Regions from separate parts of the Mus musculus genome. Here regions 1, 3 and 4 are each linked to region 2. A link is a contact called in public HiChIP or PLAC-seq data. All regions are on one chromosome and are shown on one strand. The core of a region is the stretch at or near the end of the contact, and the rest is flanking DNA. Distances in the headings are between cores, read along the strand shown. Region 1 holds the start of Exoc7 (exocyst complex component 7). Region 2 holds the start of Trim47 (tripartite motif-containing 47). Region 3 holds the start of Smim5 (small integral membrane protein 5). Region 4 overlaps Sap30bp (SAP30 binding protein).

Evidence for each region. HiChIP or PLAC-seq counts read pairs in DNA pulled down with a chosen protein or histone mark.
Region 1: a contact with region 2 is called in an HNF4G HiChIP or PLAC-seq map of pancreatic cancer cells. The contact joins the promoter of Exoc7 here to the promoter of Trim47 in region 2. A contact is called at or near these places in 5 of 39 promoter capture datasets (the HPC-7 cell line, cranial neural crest, embryonic stem cells and 2 more), 1 of 15 datasets of contacts at CTCF or cohesin (large pre-B cells), 4 of 484 Hi-C or Micro-C datasets (Th1 cells, embryonic stem cells, natural killer cells and 1 more), 6 of 115 datasets of contacts at active chromatin or transcription factors (embryonic basal ganglia, embryonic midbrain, embryonic stem cells and 2 more) and 2 of 9 other capture datasets (adipose tissue and liver).
Region 3: a FOXA1 HiChIP or PLAC-seq map of pancreatic cancer cells shows a contact between it and region 2. The contact joins the promoter of Smim5 here to the promoter of Trim47 in region 2. A contact is called at or near these places in 5 of 39 promoter capture datasets (the SN4741 cell line, frontonasal cranial neural crest, neutrophils and 2 more), 2 of 484 Hi-C or Micro-C datasets (the G1E-ER4 cell line and differentiating embryonic stem cells), 1 of 115 datasets of contacts at active chromatin or transcription factors (pancreatic cancer cells) and 4 of 9 other capture datasets (adipose tissue, liver, macrophages and 1 more).
Region 4: a FOXA1 HiChIP or PLAC-seq map of pancreatic cancer cells shows a contact between it and region 2. The contact joins the enhancer-like site here to the promoter of Trim47 in region 2. A contact is called at or near these places in 1 of 484 Hi-C or Micro-C datasets (pre-B cells), 1 of 115 datasets of contacts at active chromatin or transcription factors (pancreatic cancer cells) and 3 of 9 other capture datasets (adipose tissue, liver and pancreatic islet).

The regions. Positions count from the first base shown.
Region 1 is chr11:116,304,268-116,308,041 of GRCm38.p6, reverse strand. Exoc7 (exocyst complex component 7) reads left to right here and starts at 1,308. Exons shown (of 20, transcript NM_016857.4): 1 at 1,308-1,428; 2 at 1,589-1,654; 3 at 2,994-3,178; 4 at 3,360-3,465. The coding sequence starts at 1,369. Gm26730 (a long non-coding RNA gene) reads right to left here and starts at 1,178. Exons shown (of 3, transcript XR_389166.1): 1 at 861-1,178; 2 at 1-370.
Region 2 is chr11:116,107,922-116,112,000 of GRCm38.p6, reverse strand. It overlaps Trim47 (tripartite motif-containing 47), which reads left to right and starts at 1,766. Exons shown (of 6, transcript NM_172570.5): 1 at 1,766-2,467; 2 at 3,640-3,735; 3 at 3,993-4,079. The coding sequence starts at 1,781.
Region 3 is chr11:115,897,730-115,902,025 of GRCm38.p6, reverse strand. It overlaps Smim5 (small integral membrane protein 5), which reads right to left and starts at 1,887. Exons shown (of 3, transcript NM_183259.3): 1 at 1,684-1,887. The region is part of intron 7 of Recql5 (RecQ protein-like 5); the gene reads left to right.
Region 4 is chr11:115,953,930-115,957,948 of GRCm38.p6, reverse strand. It overlaps Sap30bp (SAP30 binding protein), which reads right to left. Exons shown (of 11, transcript NM_020483.3): 5 at 500-588. Among named protein-coding and RNA genes, the nearest start is that of Gm39474, 13 kb to the right of the region's middle. Within about 2 kb of position 2,563, at least 176 of the 459 cell types and tissues checked have an H3K27ac peak or open chromatin away from gene starts, as enhancers often do. A contact at or near this core is called in adipose tissue and pancreatic cancer cells, where this site is marked.

The DNA of each region.
Region 1 (3,774 bases), core at 59-2,558, 200 kb before region 2:
GCTGATTGGCTCAGACTAGGCGTTGTCCGTTGCTGATTGGCTCAGATTGGATGAGTAAGGCGTGTGGCCTTTGAGGACTAGAGTTGACTGTTGGAGTCGGGGCAGGAGGAGAGAGAGACAGAAGCAGAACTGAGCAGGACAGGGAGGTTGAGCAGAGAGAACGCCAGGGACTCGTAGCAGGGAAGTCGCGTTGAGTCTGGAGGGTTAGCTGAGGGACTGCCCCAGCAAACAGGCAAACAGCCTTATACTATACAGATGTCTCTGTGTCTCTGTTATTAAACCCACGTGGGATCCCACAAGTTCTGAAGTATCCATTGTAAGCCACTCTGTGTGGAATCCAGTCTCCAGACTTGAACCGTTAAGATATGATCTGCAAAAACAAATTTGTCTCCTCAGTCAGCGCTTTTATCCTAAATTAGGGTTTAGCTAACTGGAAAGATGGCTCAGCAGTTAAGAGCTCTTTCTTACTCTTCCAGGAAGCCTGAGTTAGGGTTAGGGTTCCCAGAACCCACATGACAGACAGCTCACTACTGTAATGTCAGCTCCAGAGGGATCAGATAACCTTCTGGTCTTCCAGGGCACCTGGCATGCAAGTGACGGCACAGACATACATACCCATGGGCGAAACATCTATCTATACACCATGTTAAAATCCACAAATAAATCATGAGCTGGTGAAATAGCTCAGCAGGTTAAGGCATTTGCCACAAAACCTGGCACCCGAATTCAATCCCTCTGGGTCCTACACATGGGAGGGAGAGAACTGTAAACCCTATATACCACTCCGTGCCAGCCTCCACCTCCTGCCTTCCGCCACCGCCCTGCTTTTTCTTGGGTGAGCTGGGTTTGGCAGAGCACACCTTTCTTTAATCCAGCCCACGGTAGGCAGAAGTCAGCCTGGTCTACATAACCTATTCCAGAGCAGCCAAAACGATCTAAAAAAAATTCAGGTATAATGTTGGTTTGCTTGATTTTTGGTTTGGAGACCAAGTCTGACTCTGTAGCCTAGGCTAGCCTGGAATTTACTATGTGATCCAAACTGGCTTCGAACTCGTGAATGGCCTCCTGCTTCAGTCTCCCAGCAAGGGGCTGTCTTTCAAAGGAGCGAGCAAACCAGCCTCTGGCTACGAGGAAAGACCCACGTATGCCTCAGGTGAGCGGCTCTTCCAGCCACATTCAAGATGGCGTCGACCCGCAGCCCGCTCGCGAGCTCCGGCAGGAACACACTTCCGCCTGCCACTCCCAACATGGCGCCCCCGAAAGCGTCCGGGGGCGGGGCCGAGGGAGGAAGTGGGCGTGACAGGGACGGAAGCCGAGCAGGGTTTGGAGCTAAAACAGCGGGGAGTGGGGACAGCGCTGTCCGCTGCTATGATTCCCCCGCAGGAGGCTTCCGCCCGGCGGCGGGAGATCGAGGACAAACTGAAGCAGGTGACGCTGGGGAGAAAGTGAAGGAAAGGCGCTCAGGGGCATCGAACCGGGGTGGAAGGGGAGATAGGGTTAGGCGTAGGCCGTGGTGCTGGGTGCTGGGTGCTGGTGGTCGCCTTTCACCATCGGCTTGTGGTGATGTCCTCCTCTCTGCCCCTCGCAGGAGGAGGAGACGCTGTCGTTTATCCGAGACAGCCTGGAGAAGAGCGACCAGCTCACTAGGAACATGGTGAGTAGCCTTTCAGCTGGGAGGCTGCCGCCAGGCTCCTGAGCCCCAGAGGAGGGGCGTGTGATGGACGTGTCCTGCGCCTGTCCAGGGACTCCAGCGTGGGTAGTAAACAGTGGGCATATCTTGCAGCGATGGGTATCTCTGCACCCCAGTTTCCACCCCATCACCGAGGAAACCGCTGCCCTATACCTGTTACTGTCTGTCCTTCTGCAAACATTTCGTGATATCCTGTACATGGCCTGGTACTGGCCCCGTGTCATTGTCAAATTCAAGCGAGGCGAGGCAGCGAAGTCACAGGGGCTTTGGAAGCAAAACCATCTCAGAGAGTTAATGCGTCTTAGATCTACCCAATGTCCTACAGCTTACTATGTGGTTCCTGGTGGTAGGCCTTGAGTTATGGTTAATTTACCTGGTAAAGCAGACAATGTCAGCCTCCCAGTGTGTCCGTGGAGGAAGTCTATGCATGCTTCCCAGTGTCTGGTATACAGTAAGATGCTTTAAAAGTGCTTGCATTTGTATTTACACAGTAATAAAATACTTGTTGAATGAGATTTGCCCTTAGGGAAAGAGGTTGGCTGTTTGTTTGAGGTAACAGTAATATATTTGCAACTATTTTGGAGGAAGCTACTTTCTGTTCAGTCTAGGAAAACTTCAGAGAGAACAGAAATTGAGATTTGACTTTCAAGGGTAGAAAGGAATCTATCCTGAGGTGATTGAAAAAAAAAATTTATTATGTATAGTGTTCTGGTTGTATGTATGGCCATATGCCAGAAGAGGGCACTAGATCTCATTATAGATGGTTGTGGTTGAGCCGCTATGTGGTGCTGGGAATTGAACTCAGGACTTCCGAAGAGCAGCCAGTGTTCTTAACTGCTGAGCTGGCTCTCCAGCCTGATTATCTCTTTTTGCAAATAAGCAAATTTATTTTATGTGCATGAGTGTTTGCATGTGTGTATGTGTCCCACAAATGAGCAGTGCCTGCAGAGGTCAGAAGAGGCTGTCATATCCTGTGGAATTGGAGTTACAGGCAGTCAGTTGTAAGCTGGCAGATGTGCGTGCTGAGAACTCAGTACCAGTCCTCTGCAAGAGCAGAGTCATCTCTCCAGCTCCTTGAAGGAAGAATTCGCTTAATGTTCCTCTTGCCGTCAGATGAACTTTCAACCAGTTTATGGTGAGCCGTGTACCAGACTAGGAGTGCAGTTGTAGCAAACAAGTCGACTATGTTCCTTCCTATGGGTAGCAGTGTATCGTCTAGAAAACCAAGAAAAGACAAGAAATGTCTGTGAGTATTTCCAGGACAGCCCTGGGAGCCATGAGCCAGAGGAGTTCCCCCCCACAGGTGTCCATCCTGTCGTCCTTTGAGAGCCGACTCATGAAGCTGGAGAACTCTATCATCCCTGTGCACAAGCAGACAGAGAACCTACAGAGGCTGCAGGAGAACGTGGAGAAGACGTTATCCTGCCTGGACCACGTTATCAGCTACTACCACGTAGCCAGCGACACGGAGAAGATCATCCGAGAGGGGTGAGTTCCATGCAGAGCTCTGCTCACATAACTAATGTCTCCTGGACCCATGGAGCCAAGTAAAACCCATGTGAGCGTGGAGCCCCTTATCTGCGTTCTCTTCTTCTCCCGCAGACCGTGGCCATAGTCTGTCTATGTTATCCCTGCCCTCCAAGGCTAAGCCAGCTTTTCTCTTTCCCAGCCCCACAGGTAGGCTGGAAGAGTACCTGGGAAGTATGGCCAAAATCCAGAAGGCTGTGGAGTATTTTCAGGACAATAGCCCAGACAGCCCAGAACTCAACAAAGTGGTAAGAAACGTATAGGTTAGCGTGAGACGACGGACAGATGGACATCAGTCCCTGTCTCGGTCTCATGAGGGACATGTGACAGTTTAAGGAAGTCTGTAGAAGCCAGGTGTGGTGGCCCAGGCCTAGAACTTGTGAGTTTGAAGCCAGCCTGGGATATGTGGTATTCCAGACTAGCCTGGGTTATGTAGTGACACCATGTCTCAAATGTTAAGCAAACGGATAAAAGAGGAAGATACATAGCAGTCACAATGTACGTGTTAGGTCCTGTGCCTGGGGACTGAGTGATATAATTTTCCATCATACTATTTC
Region 2 (4,079 bases), core at 517-3,016:
GGCCAGAGGAGAGCGCTGGATCCCTCTAAACTGCAGTTACAGGTGGTTGTAAGCACAATGACGTGACATGAACTGAACTTGAGTCCTCAGCAGAAATAACCAGTGCTCTTAACGGATGAGCCTTGTCTACAGCCTCGCAAATGGACGTGTACACCATGGCATGGTGACACACAGATGTGATGGTGGCACTTGGGAGGGCACATGTAGGTACATGAGCAAGGTAGCTCATTTGTCACCCCGTCCCATCCCATCATCAAAGACTCCATGCTATGGTACGGCTGACCATGGCTGATGATCACTCTGACTGTCTGGGTAAGCTGTGTCAGTGTTCCCACTGAGAGAGTGCTCGCTCGCTCGGTGCCTTCAGAAGCCATCGTGCTTAGCACACAGACAAGGAGTCACTTTGGAGAGCCTACAGGAATTATTTGGGATTCTGCTGATAGTTACAGGTAACTATCACATGGGCACATGGATGCTTATTTTTTTATCGAGGGTTGTAACAACACTATTCCACCCACTTTGTTTATTCGTTTGGTTTTGGACACCATGCTCAGCCTTTAACCAGGGGCTAGAATCTAACTCAGGCCCTTACACTTTACCAACTGTGGGCTCCACTCTATAATAATAATAATAATAACAATAATAAGGGCCTGGAGAGATGGCTCAACGGTTAGGAGCACTGACCACATGGTAGCTCACAACCATCTGTAATGGGATCCAGCGCCCTCTTCTGGTGTGTCTGAAGACAGCAACAGTGTGCGCATATAAAATAACTACTAAAATAATTTTGACAATTTGATTCTACATAGTTTAAAGCTTAACATTATTGCATTATTACAATGTCAGTTTACCCGACATGGTGGCCTGCACCTGGAATCTCAATACTGGAGAAGTGGAGGCATGGGAATCAAGGCCAACATAAGCTCTGGGCTAACCAAGGCTATGTAAGAAAGACCTATCCCAGAAACAACACGAAGAAGCCATAAGCCTGTGATCCCAGCACTCAGGAGGCTGAGGCAGGAGGATGAAGAGTTCTAGGTCACTCTGGGCTACATACAGAGACTAAATCTCAAGCACAAGTCCTTGCAACTAGACGCACTGTTCTAAATGCATAGTTGGGCAGGCCTTAACCAGTGTCTCCTTTTGGGGAACTACAGGCACCCGCGAGTATCCATGAACGGAAGTAAATTCCTCAGACAAGGGATTTGTCAAGTGATGTCAGCTTCCCATTTCAGATCTAGACAAGGCTAAGTTCCCCAGCGCGGGTAAACACAGTCGCTAAGAGGTCAAAACAGACACATACCAGCAGTAAGTTTTTCTGTATGTCAGCAACTCAGGGAACTTGGCTAACTGTACCTGGGAGGGGTCTGGAGGGAAAGGCGCTGGCTACATGGCTGTGCACGCCCACCATGGCACCTGGCTGACCAGGATAGAGGATGGAGGATCGAATGTCCTCTCAGCCTCCTCCCCATGAATCCCCTCACATTCTCGCTCCGGGTCCTCTCCTTTTCACAATCCTCTGGCAGTCCCACCGCCTCCGCCCACGCTGGGTAGAAGTCTCAAGAGGGTCGTGCTCCCCTGGAGGGCTGGCCGGCCTCGCGGCGTCTGCTGACCGGTGGGTGCGGCGGTGGCGAGCCGCGCTGGGGCGAGCAGAGCTGCGGAGGGGTAGGAGGGGGCCGGACCCTTGGCCAGGGTCCCAAGGGGCGGTGCCGGGCGCGAACCGTCCCAGGTCCCTCCCAGGCGGGAGCAGCACAGGCGGTGCCCGGGTAGCGGCGGAGCCATGGACGGCAGCGGGCCTTTCAGCTGCCCCATCTGCCTGGAACCGCTCCGGGAGCCGGTGACACTACCCTGCGGCCACAACTTCTGCCTCGCTTGCCTGGGCGCTCTCTGGCCGCACCGGAGCGCGGGCGGCACCGGTGGTTCCGGAGGTCCAGCTCGCTGTCCACTTTGTCAGGAGCCTTTCCCCGACGGCCTGCAGCTCCGCAAGAACCACACGCTGTCCGAGTTGCTGCAGCTCCGCCAGGGCTCGGTCCCGGGACCCATGTCCGCCCCGGCTTCAGGATCGACCCGGGGCGCCACGCCCGAGCCCTCCGCGCCCAGCGCACCACCTCCGGCTCCGGAACCATCGGCTCCCTGCGCGCCGGAGCAGTGGCCCGCGGGTGAGGAGCCGGTGCGCTGCGACGCGTGCCCCGAGGGCGCCGCCCTGCCCGCCGCGCTCTCTTGCCTCTCCTGCCTCGCCTCCTTCTGCTCCGCGCATCTGGCCCCCCACGAACGCAGCCCCGCCCTGCGCGGCCACCGCCTGGTGCCCCCGCTGCGCCGACTTGAGGAGAGCCTGTGTCCGCGCCACCTGCGGCCTCTGGAGCGCTACTGTCGCGTGGAGCGTGTGTGCCTTTGCGAGGCCTGTGCCACTCAGGACCATCGCGGCCACGAGCTCGTGCCGCTGGAGCAGGAGCGCGCGCTTCAGGAGGTGGGGCACCTTGAGTCGACACGTGGAGATGGGTGACAGGAGGGACACTAGAGCTATTTAGTCCCTCACTCTTATCCGGGTGTGTCTGTTATATATTTGTTTTATCATTATGGCTGTGCACATGGAGATGAAGGAAGCAACTTTGTGGGGTTGGTTCTCTCCTCCTGCCTTTACATGGGCTTCATCTCTCTGACTCAATAGGCTCTGCCTTAGTTTCCTCCTCTAGCCTGAGAATCTTTGCAACCTCTTCCGGTCTACACTGTCATTTGCTGGGGCTGGTGTGGATGGAAAGAGAGTCGGGAGGGACTAGTAAGATGAAAGAGTGGCAAAAAGCCGAGAGAGAGAGAGAGAGAGAGAGAGAGAGAGAGAGAGAGAGAGAGAGAGAGCGCTTTAGCTAGATTAGTGTAAGTGTAAAGCGAGAGAGGGATCCGCATTAGGCCCTCAGAAGCCGTGGGGGTCAGGAGTCGCTGGGTGCGGGCGGGGCCCCGTAGCTGATGCCCTCTTCAATTCAGATTCGTCCTGAATTGAGTCAGCCACTTTGTATGGGTGTGGCGGGCACCAGGAGAGCGACGGAGTTTGGGCTGGTCACACAGATCTCCTCTGTCCGAATGCTCTGGGGCCGTGGGGAGCATGTGCCCAGTGTCCCGCTACCTCCCACCCCCAGTTTCCTTTGGCCTCCATCCCGGTCTTGGCGCCTCTGGCTTTGGGATTTTCCGCCTCTCCTGCCTGGAGCTGTGACTCATTAGAGCCGAGGGATTTGCCCGGAATCCCCATTTTTCAGAGCTGGATTGGGGGTGAAGGCTCTTTTGAGACTAATCCCCAGGACTATTTAGTGTCCTCTTTTCTGGTTCCGTCACGTCACACCCTACCCCACCCTCTCACACTTTGCCTCTTCCCCAGGGGGAAAACAATCCCAAATAGAGAATCATAGGTGGCCCTATACTGGCTTCTCTGGTCAACAGGTTGTCATATGCCCACAACCTGCTTCCTTGCCAGGCATTTGGAAATGGCACCAGCTTGGGCCAGAGCTGCCTTGGGGATATTCTGGGACTTCACGGCCATTTCCGTTCCCTTCATTCACAAATGTCACTACCTAGCCCCCCAAATTCTGAGATCTGATGCAGTTCCGGGGACCTTTGACAGACACCAATCTCACAAAACCTGGTCCACAGGTGGAGCAGTCCAAAGTCCTGAGCGCTGCGGAGGACCGCATGGATGAACTGGGTGCCGGCATCGCACAGTCCCGCCGTACTGTGGCCCTCATCAAGGTCCGCGCCCACCCCAATCCCCCTGTGCACCCCTGAAGCAGGCCTCTGAAATCACCACAAGCTCTCACTGTGGTGCCGCCCACTCTAGACGTGCTCGTCCCCACTAAGCAGGAACACCTTGTTTCCTGCAACCTGGCTCAGACCCAGAGCAGGCTGGGGCTGGGTGGGGGCTGGGTGGGCACAAGCAGTCAGGGACGGAGACAGCGGGCAGGCCCGGTCTTTGCCCTCACTGTTGTCTCCTCTGCTCTCTCCTGCAGAGTGCAGCTGTGGCAGAGCGGGAGAGGGTGAGCCAGATGTTTGCCGAGGCCACAGCCACCCTTCAGAGTTTCCAGAACGAGGTGATG
Region 3 (4,296 bases), core at 638-3,137, 210 kb after region 2:
GTGCCCAGGCCGCTTGTGCAGCAGATTTGGAACCTTCTGTGGATGCTCCACAGGCAGTGATCAGAGAGCTAGCACAACAGAGAAGGAAACTGGCCGAGCTGGGGGACCGATTAGTGTTCCTGGGTGTGGCATGGGACATGGAGGTTCTTGCTATATAGTAAGTGTCCTGTAGGCCAGACAGCAGAAGCTTGGTCCCACAGTTTCTCTACTTCCTCCTTGTCTACTTGATCATCCAACTCCAGCTCCCCACACGGATGAGGGCAAGCAGCGTGTCTGTGCCTGATAAGAGTCATGGGGGCTCTCAGCCCCTTTTGTCCGTTGAGGAGCATCTCGAATGAGACATAACCAACAGATGTGAGAGACCTGAGAGGTCAGAGCCTAACCAGCAGGGCAGAGATGCCCACTGTGCCTGTTGAGTGTTTGAGCAACTCCATCAGTGCTGGGGCTCCGGTTTGGAGTCAAAAGTGGGTGCTTGAAGCCTTGGTGGTTCTGCTGCCCTGGTCCCCAAGTTTTCTAGACAATGGAGAGAACTTCCTGCTCTGGTGGCCAATAGAAACTAAGCGAGCTCCTCTCCTGCAGCCATAGAAGCTGGGCCTCCCTCTGAGCTCAGGGACTGCTGGAGCCTGTGTGTCCCAGATGTGGCTCAGCTGCAGTGCAGTCCCTCTGTTGCACACTTGTTAGTATTACCACAGGAGTTAGCTTCCCAGTCCCACACAAACCAGAGTGCACCCCCTCTGCTGAGCCAAAGAGACTCTCGGCCCTCCCCTTGGTTTCCAAAACTGAATGATGTTTTTCTTTCTTACTGGATAACAGTGTGTTTGCTTTGGAAGGGACGTCTCACGGGGACTTGAACCCCAGTGTGAGGACAGGAGGCAGAAGGGCTTAGCAGCCTCCTCTCGTGAGGCCCTGCCCAAGAAGGTTGTGCTTGCCCTGCACAAGGACTGAAGAGAAGAGCTGTCTGGGGGCAACCATTACAGTAGTTAGTGTGGAAGAGACTCTGGGGTCTTTTCCAAACTCATTCATGTAGTCACAAACTCCTTTCCAAACTTGGGGTTTGAATTAGGGTGCATATCCCTGGCTCAGTTTTCAGAGATCATTGCCAAAGGAGGATCAGGGGTCCTGGTAATCTAAGTGGGTGCAGAGACTCCTCCCTAGGATGATCCTGAGCCGGAAGCACACAGCGGTGAGCAGGTCAGAACTCCAAAAGACAGGAAAGCTGCTGCTCTTGTCCAGCATCCAAGTAGGCAGTTCTGCTGCTGGCTCTACCAGCTCCTGGGGCCAGAGGCCATTCAGCAGGCTGGGCACACCTTGTCCTGAGCCTTCTTGAGAACCAGGGAGGGCTCAGCCCTAATCCTTTCGGAAATGGAGGCTCAGCAAGATTGGGGGCCATATCCTAAACTCACTGAATAGAAAAGGTTTAAATGGATGTGTCCAGCAGCCCCCAGCCCCTGTGCCACACACCGAGTAGCAGTACATCCCCCTTCTCTAGTACCAGGTCCCAGGGGAAGAGCACTCAGGTATACACACAGAGGAGGTGACTAAATTCCCATAGGAGAGTGGCCTAATATATCCCCCAAGACGTTCCTCTCCGAGCTCATGCTAAGCTGTGACTCCTCGCCAGAGATACGAGACCCTGGCTGCCCTCCTTTCCCGATCCTGTCACCTCTAGCCAGTGTCTCTTACCTGGGAGCTCAGATAGTGGGGAGCCTCGAAGAGGTGTCCCAGTACAGAGCCTCTATGTACCTCCTGGAAGTCCTTTGGCCACCACCTTTGACTTCTTCACCAGCGCTGCCACTTTCCTGCCTAGGCGGCTGCTTCTCACTCGGGCACCTCCTGGTGCTAGCTCCCGGTTGCTGACAGCCAGCTGCTGTCCAGCTTCAGCGCCTCATCGCTTCAGCTTTTTTGTTGTTGGTTGTCCTGGAGATCTAGGTGTCAAATTACAGTTGTGAGGAGGAGCCCAGGGAGTCCTCCCCTGAGCTTGACTTGCCCTTCACGCCCTATGCCTTTCCCTGCCTAGAGGTCCACTCTGCTCTCTGGATCCCCAGACGGCTCCCTCTCTTATTCTTCCTCCTGTTCTGCCCTCCTCCTGCCTTTGAGCCAGGCTGTAGGCTGTAGGCTGTAGGCGGAGGGCTGGGGTTGGGCTAATGACAGAAGTGGTTGGCTGTGGTTCCCTGTGGAAATAACCCCGGGGGGCTCCGTCTGAGGTTGCCAGAGGAAGAGGGTGGAGTGACTCGCTCTTGGGTGCCCCAGCACCCTCTGGATGGCCTTTTTGGCTTGTGTCCCTGACCACCCTGGTCTGTCTCTTGGGCCACACTCTGGCTGCTCTCTCTGCCCTCTGCCAGAAAGAAAACCGGGCTACAGGATCACCCAAGCACGTCAGCAAGCTTTCAAGCAGCCCTCTGGTGTGGTACTCTGCCATCTACCCAGGGGCATCTGGGGGGAAGATGAGGATCCTAGATACTCTAAAAGTAGTCTGCGCCGGCCATGGTAGTGCACACCTTTAATTCCAGCACTTGGGAGGCAGAGGCAGGTAAATTTCTGAGTTCGAGGCTAGCCTGGTCTACAGAGTGAGTTCCAGTACAGCCACGGCTACACAGAGAAACCCTGTCTCGAAAAAAACAAAAAATAAGTAAATAAGAAAAAGAAAGAAAGAAAAGTAGCCTGCTTGTTTTAGTGAGGGGCCTTGGGTCCTTCTAAGAGAAAGGTCACTGCTGGTCTCGTTCTGCTCAGCTGTCTGCATGACAGCTCTGTTGGCCCATTAACGTTTGTCGGTCTTGCCACCAGCAGACCAGGCTGCAGGGGGAGGACTGACCTCAGCTCTGCAGTCAATGGAGCCCTTTGAATCTGAGCACAAAACCCCAGTGAGCCAGGGCTTGGGGCAGGGTGTAGACAACCATATGGTCACAGTGCCTAGATGCCAAAGCTTCTCAGAGACAGGACAGGCCACCACTGTACAGGCAGAGGGAACATTTGTCGTGTATATTCAGTGTTAGTGGGAGCTGGCTGCAAGAGCGCCCCCCAGTGGCTGTCTCAGCTGTCTTCCTGCCACTTCTATGCAGTTTTAGGGCTGTTCTTCACTTTGCTGGAGGGACCCTACTTCTTTAGAAGGTGGCATTGCAATTTGCTTTCCTTACAGTAGCCTGCTGTGTGGGGTCAGATCCGCAAGCAGTATTCAGACTAAGAAAACCCTCTGTTCCAAAGCTGTTAGTGCCGGCTAATCTTAAGCCTGGGCACTCAAACTGCCCTGCCTCGCGCTGTCTCTTCTGGTTCCCAACCCTGTACCACATTTCTGGCACTAGAGATGACTGTAAGGACCCTGATAGAACAGTGGCCTCTCCCAGGGCCTCAGCCTGGGGATCCGAAAAGAGACTGGCCTCCTGCACCAGGTGGGCTTCCTGCCACCAGCTTGGGCAGGAAGTGGTTATCCGCAGGGGAACATCTGGAGTTAGAGGCTGAGAGGGAGGCTCTAGTGAGGCTCTAGTGAGGCTGGATCTCCCTGGTGAGTGGGCTCACGAGTGACTAGGCATGATGGCCGCTCTCAGCATTGTGTGCCTCTAGCACAGTGACTCTCAGCCTTCCTCATGCTCTGGCGACCCCCAACCATAACATCCTTTTTGTTCCTTCTTTATTACTGGAATTTTGCTAGTTATAAATTGTAATATATGTTTTTTGGTGGATAGTCTTAGGTAAACCCTATGAACGGTCTTTCAAGCACCAGAAGGCTTGAGACCCACAGGTTGAGAATCATCTGTTCCAGGAGCTATGCTAGGTACAGCCTTCAGCCTAGGGCAAAAAGCTCATGGTGGGCGCCAGGGGAAGCCTAATTCCCTCAGGGAAGATCAAGATACCCATGAAAACTGTTTGTGGGAGCTCATGCCTACAGACCCAGAACTCAGGAATCTGAAGCAGGAAGCTCATGAGTTCAAGGCCACCCTGAGCTGTAGTGAGACCCTATCTTAAAAACAAACAAAAAAAGACTAGGCATGGTTGCAGAGGCGGCTTTCTGAGTTCTGAGGCCATCCCAGTCTACTGTGATGAGTACTCAGTAAGCTCTGGGCCAGCCCTGGCTACAGAGTGAGACCCTGTCTCTAAATAACAAGTACTAAAGACAGGCTGGGCTCTCCTGTCCTCTCCTCCTTCCCCACGGTGAGGAACACTTGTAGAACATCTCATCAGTGCTCACAGCCCGATGGAGCACCGTTGTGCTCCACTGTAACACTGCCCCACAGCAGTAGAGAGGCTGTGGCATTCACAGTAAAATGCCTATCTGATGTTGCCTTGGTGGCAGAGCCTGAC
Region 4 (4,019 bases), core at 1,314-3,813, 150 kb after region 2:
AGCAACCACACAGGTGGACTCTCAGTTGTACTGAGCTCTGTCCCATGGGTCGACTGCACAGATGAACAGCTTCTGTTCTTCAGGCGCTTAAGGCCTTAGGTCAGGTCTGAGGGCAGAAGCTGCTGCATCAGGAACACAGGGACGGAAACCGCATCTAAGCGCTACATGGTACACATCTAAGCGCTACATGGTACACGTCTGCAGTTTGTTTTACATCCTGAAGGATCCTCAGTTTCTTGGCAAATTTCCCTGAGAAGTGCCCTGGCTCAGTGAGGGCAGACCAGGGACACAAGAGGACAGCATATGGCAGGTGTGGCAATGGGTGTCAATTCCTGAGTTCTGGCTTAAAGGAAGTATCTGAGACTGCAGGCTCCTGCCTACCCAGCAGCATCGTGACTTGATCCCTTTCCCTGCCATGGCCTCTGAAGGACACAGCACAAGCAGACAAAGCCCAGGCCATCTCAGCCACATGGGCCTCAGCAGCCAGACCTGTGCTTACTTGTAGGTGATTTGAACATCTGCCAGGCGGTTCTGGTGGGATCTTGATTTCATCGGGTGACATGTTGCGAACCCTTTCAGAAAAGGAGGCTGTTGAGAAAGCAGAGGGAACCTTGTGTTGAGAGGAAAGGCCAGGGGCCATAAAAGCACAAGCACAAAGCAATTTCAGCAGAAAGCAGAAGGGGAGGTGGCCGATGGCTTCTTGGAGAGTGTTCCCTGAGCTGATCTCAATGGCCAGCTACGTGTCAACCTGGGAGAAGGGAAGCTGAGGTGGAGGGGACACATGTAAATAACACATCCTACCAAGCTCCAGAGACTGACTTTTAGGGAAAGAGCATGCCTGGAGAAGCGCTGGGGGAGGGAAAGGGGAGGAGCCACCATCCAAAGCATTTACCAGTTTCTACAGTATAAATTCAGTCCTGCCTAAGCTCAATCTCAGGTTGCCAATGTGGAAGACACTGAACTCAGAGCTGTTAGAGACATGTGTCAGCTTCATACTTGGCACTGCCCTTTCCGGTTGGTCTGGGTCTGTCCTGCCTTGGCTATAAGAAACTGTGTTAAGGTTTTGGGTCCCAAATAGCTTGTGCATAAAAAGACCTGAACAAAAGGCCTGATTCTGACACAAGAACCACAACTCCCGAGGGCAATCAATCCCCTCAGAACACTGCCCACCCAAGCCTCGCCTCCTCTCTCCCCATTCCCTTCCCTGACAGCCTCCGGCCACCCCAGGACCTCAGAGTCGGCTCTGGAGCACACAGACAATGGGCTGATTGTTGTAAGATTCTGTCATGCTCTTTGAAACATTCCTCATGAAAAGAACCATACAATGTGCAAACAGTGGCAGACAGCACAGGGTGGGGCAGGAGGAAGGCAAGCACCAAAAAGCCACCACCAATAGCATCTAGCCCAGCAGGGGGACCTACTGTGTGCCAGGCCCTTCTCTAAGCCTGTCCTAGGAACAGCTCTAGAGAGCTGAAGAGGGTCTGTGGGAAGGCTTAGGGTAGCATGGCAGGGGGCTGGGGGGAGGCGCAGGGTGGCATGGCGGGGGGGGGGGGCTGGGGGAGGCGCAGGGTGGCGGGGGTGGGGCTAGGGGAGGTGCAGGGTGGCATGGTGGGGGTCTGGGGGAAGGCGGAGGGTGGCATGGTCTTCCTGGTCTCTAGTCCAAGGCTGTTTTTTTTTTTTTCTTTTTAAGATTTTACTTTTTAAAAATTATAGGCATGTCTGTGTGTGGTACCCTAGGAGTCCAGAGAGGCATCAGATCCCTTGGAGGTGACATTTATCAGAGGTTGTAACCCCCAGACATGGGTCCTGTCTATGAGCAGAATGTGTTACCTGCTGAGCCTCCCCTACGGTCATGATTCTAAAATAATTCCAGGTCTTAAGAGATTAAAACAAAACAAAAGGGAAAAACAAACAAACAAAAAAGAAAAACTAGGTGTGTGTAGGGGGAAACCCCTCATTTAGGGCCCCAGGCTGGCCTAGAAGGGACTCTCCTGCTTCAGCCTTTCGATTGGCTGGGATTGCAAGTGTGCACTGTGCACCCAGCATGGGTTAATGTTTTCTTCTTAGCAGATAAGGTGCTTTGATCTCTGCATAGTTACCATCCCTGTGCTGAGTAAGACAAGGCCTTCAAGACCCTGGAGACTCTAATGACTTCCAGGACAGTTACTGTGGATCGGGCCTGTGCACACTATGAACACACTGAGGCCAGGGGTCAGGCCTGAGGCAGTCTTAAAGCATAAGTACAGCCTGGGCTTCGTAGATGTCAGTGGTTTTAACTAGACACACCCAGAGCACAGGCTGGGCGACAGATCAAAGGTCATGCTGTGGCCTGAGATGCAACTGCAGTCGAGAACAGTCCCCACAAGGGGGATAGGATACACACTTGCCGCTGCACCATGCCTTTCTGCCACCTCCCAACTGGCCCTCAGGCAGGGCACTACCCAGCTCTGGCAGGCAGTCAAGCCAAATCTTGGTTTCTTCCTTTTTCTTAGCCCTGGGGTAAGACGTTGGTCTAGGTCTGAGCTCAGTCTGCAGAGGCCAGCCCAGAGTGGAAGCGGGTGGAAAGAGCTGGCTAGGGCATTTTGTGAACATTCATAACAAAACCAAGGCTTGGCAGGCGCTGGGCCACAGAGGGTATATGTGCACGTGACACAGACAAAGAATGCCCTTTGCCATTTGCCAGGAAAGCTTTTTAGAAAAACAGGGTGTGCCACGGTTACTGTAGCAACCCCCCACCCTCTGGGACATAAGTGACAGAGAGTATGGAGGAGGAGGGAGCCTCATAAATTGGGGTAGAAACAAGAGTATTCCTGGGAAATAAGTGACAAGAAGGTGACATATGCTGGACAACAAAATAAAAGTATACTTCAGAGACTTGAGGACAGACTTGAGTGCCTCCTCCCTGAGTCCTAGAATGTGCCCAGTACAGAGAACAGCTGCTCTGCAGAGCGGCCAGAGCCCCTAACCATCTCAGGAAGTGTCAGCAGTGTGCCCGCAGACACTTGCCACAGTGCCTATGCCTTGGCTATGCTAGGGGTAGCTCCATTTACTATCCACAAAGCCTGTTGTCAGCATGAGTCACATCCTGCTAACGCCTCTGTCAGAAAACATCTGCAGTATCCATGGCCACCAGGTGGGAACCTAAGCAGAGTAGCTAGTTCCAGGGACTCAGACTACGGCAGGGGAACAGGGACAGAAAGCCCAGTGGGGCCGAGGACACTTGCAGAATACTTAACTGGCTGTAAGAAGGGGCTCCTGAGTGATTTGAAGACCCCTGGACTACACCCAATACTGTTCCAGGCCCGTGGGGCAGGCAGCTGTCAGGAGCTAGAGCACTGGAGAAGCCCGTGAGTTGGCTAGTCCTTTGAAAGCCATCCTGTTGAAGAGTTGACTTACCACCCACTCCTCAAAGAGAAGAGTACTCACCCTACGCAGGTGACAGTGCACTGTGCCCGCCACGAGAGGGCAAATAACAGACTATGTCGGCTACATCGAGAGGTCCTTTCGTCAAAACAGACAAATGTAAAGGAACACCTATTCTCAGCAGTGTGCGTGCAACCTCTAAGGAACCTGCTTAAGGGGAAAGCCAGGCAGGAAAGCAATGATCCACCAGGCGCTCAGCCTGGGGCAACTCTGCTCTCAAAGGGACACTTATCGGCAGGCTGCAACTCTGTCAAGCATCCTATCACGCAAGGAAGGCCTTCATAACACAATGACCCAGCCCAAGTGGTTGTCAATAAGCCTCATTTATATGAAACTGTTAAAATAGGGCTGAACTTCCATCAAGATCACATCTTGCCAGGCATGGAGGCGCACGCCTTTAATCCCAGCACTCGGGAGGCAGAGGCAGACGGATTTCTGAGTTCGAGGCCAGCCTGGTCTACAAAGTGAGTTCCAGGACAGCCAGGGCTACACAGAGAAACCCTGTCTCGAAAAACCAAAAATAAGTAAGTAAGTAAATAAATAAATAAAGTCTTACTTGAGACTGAAGGAAGACACCGCCTGCACAGGGGACCTGA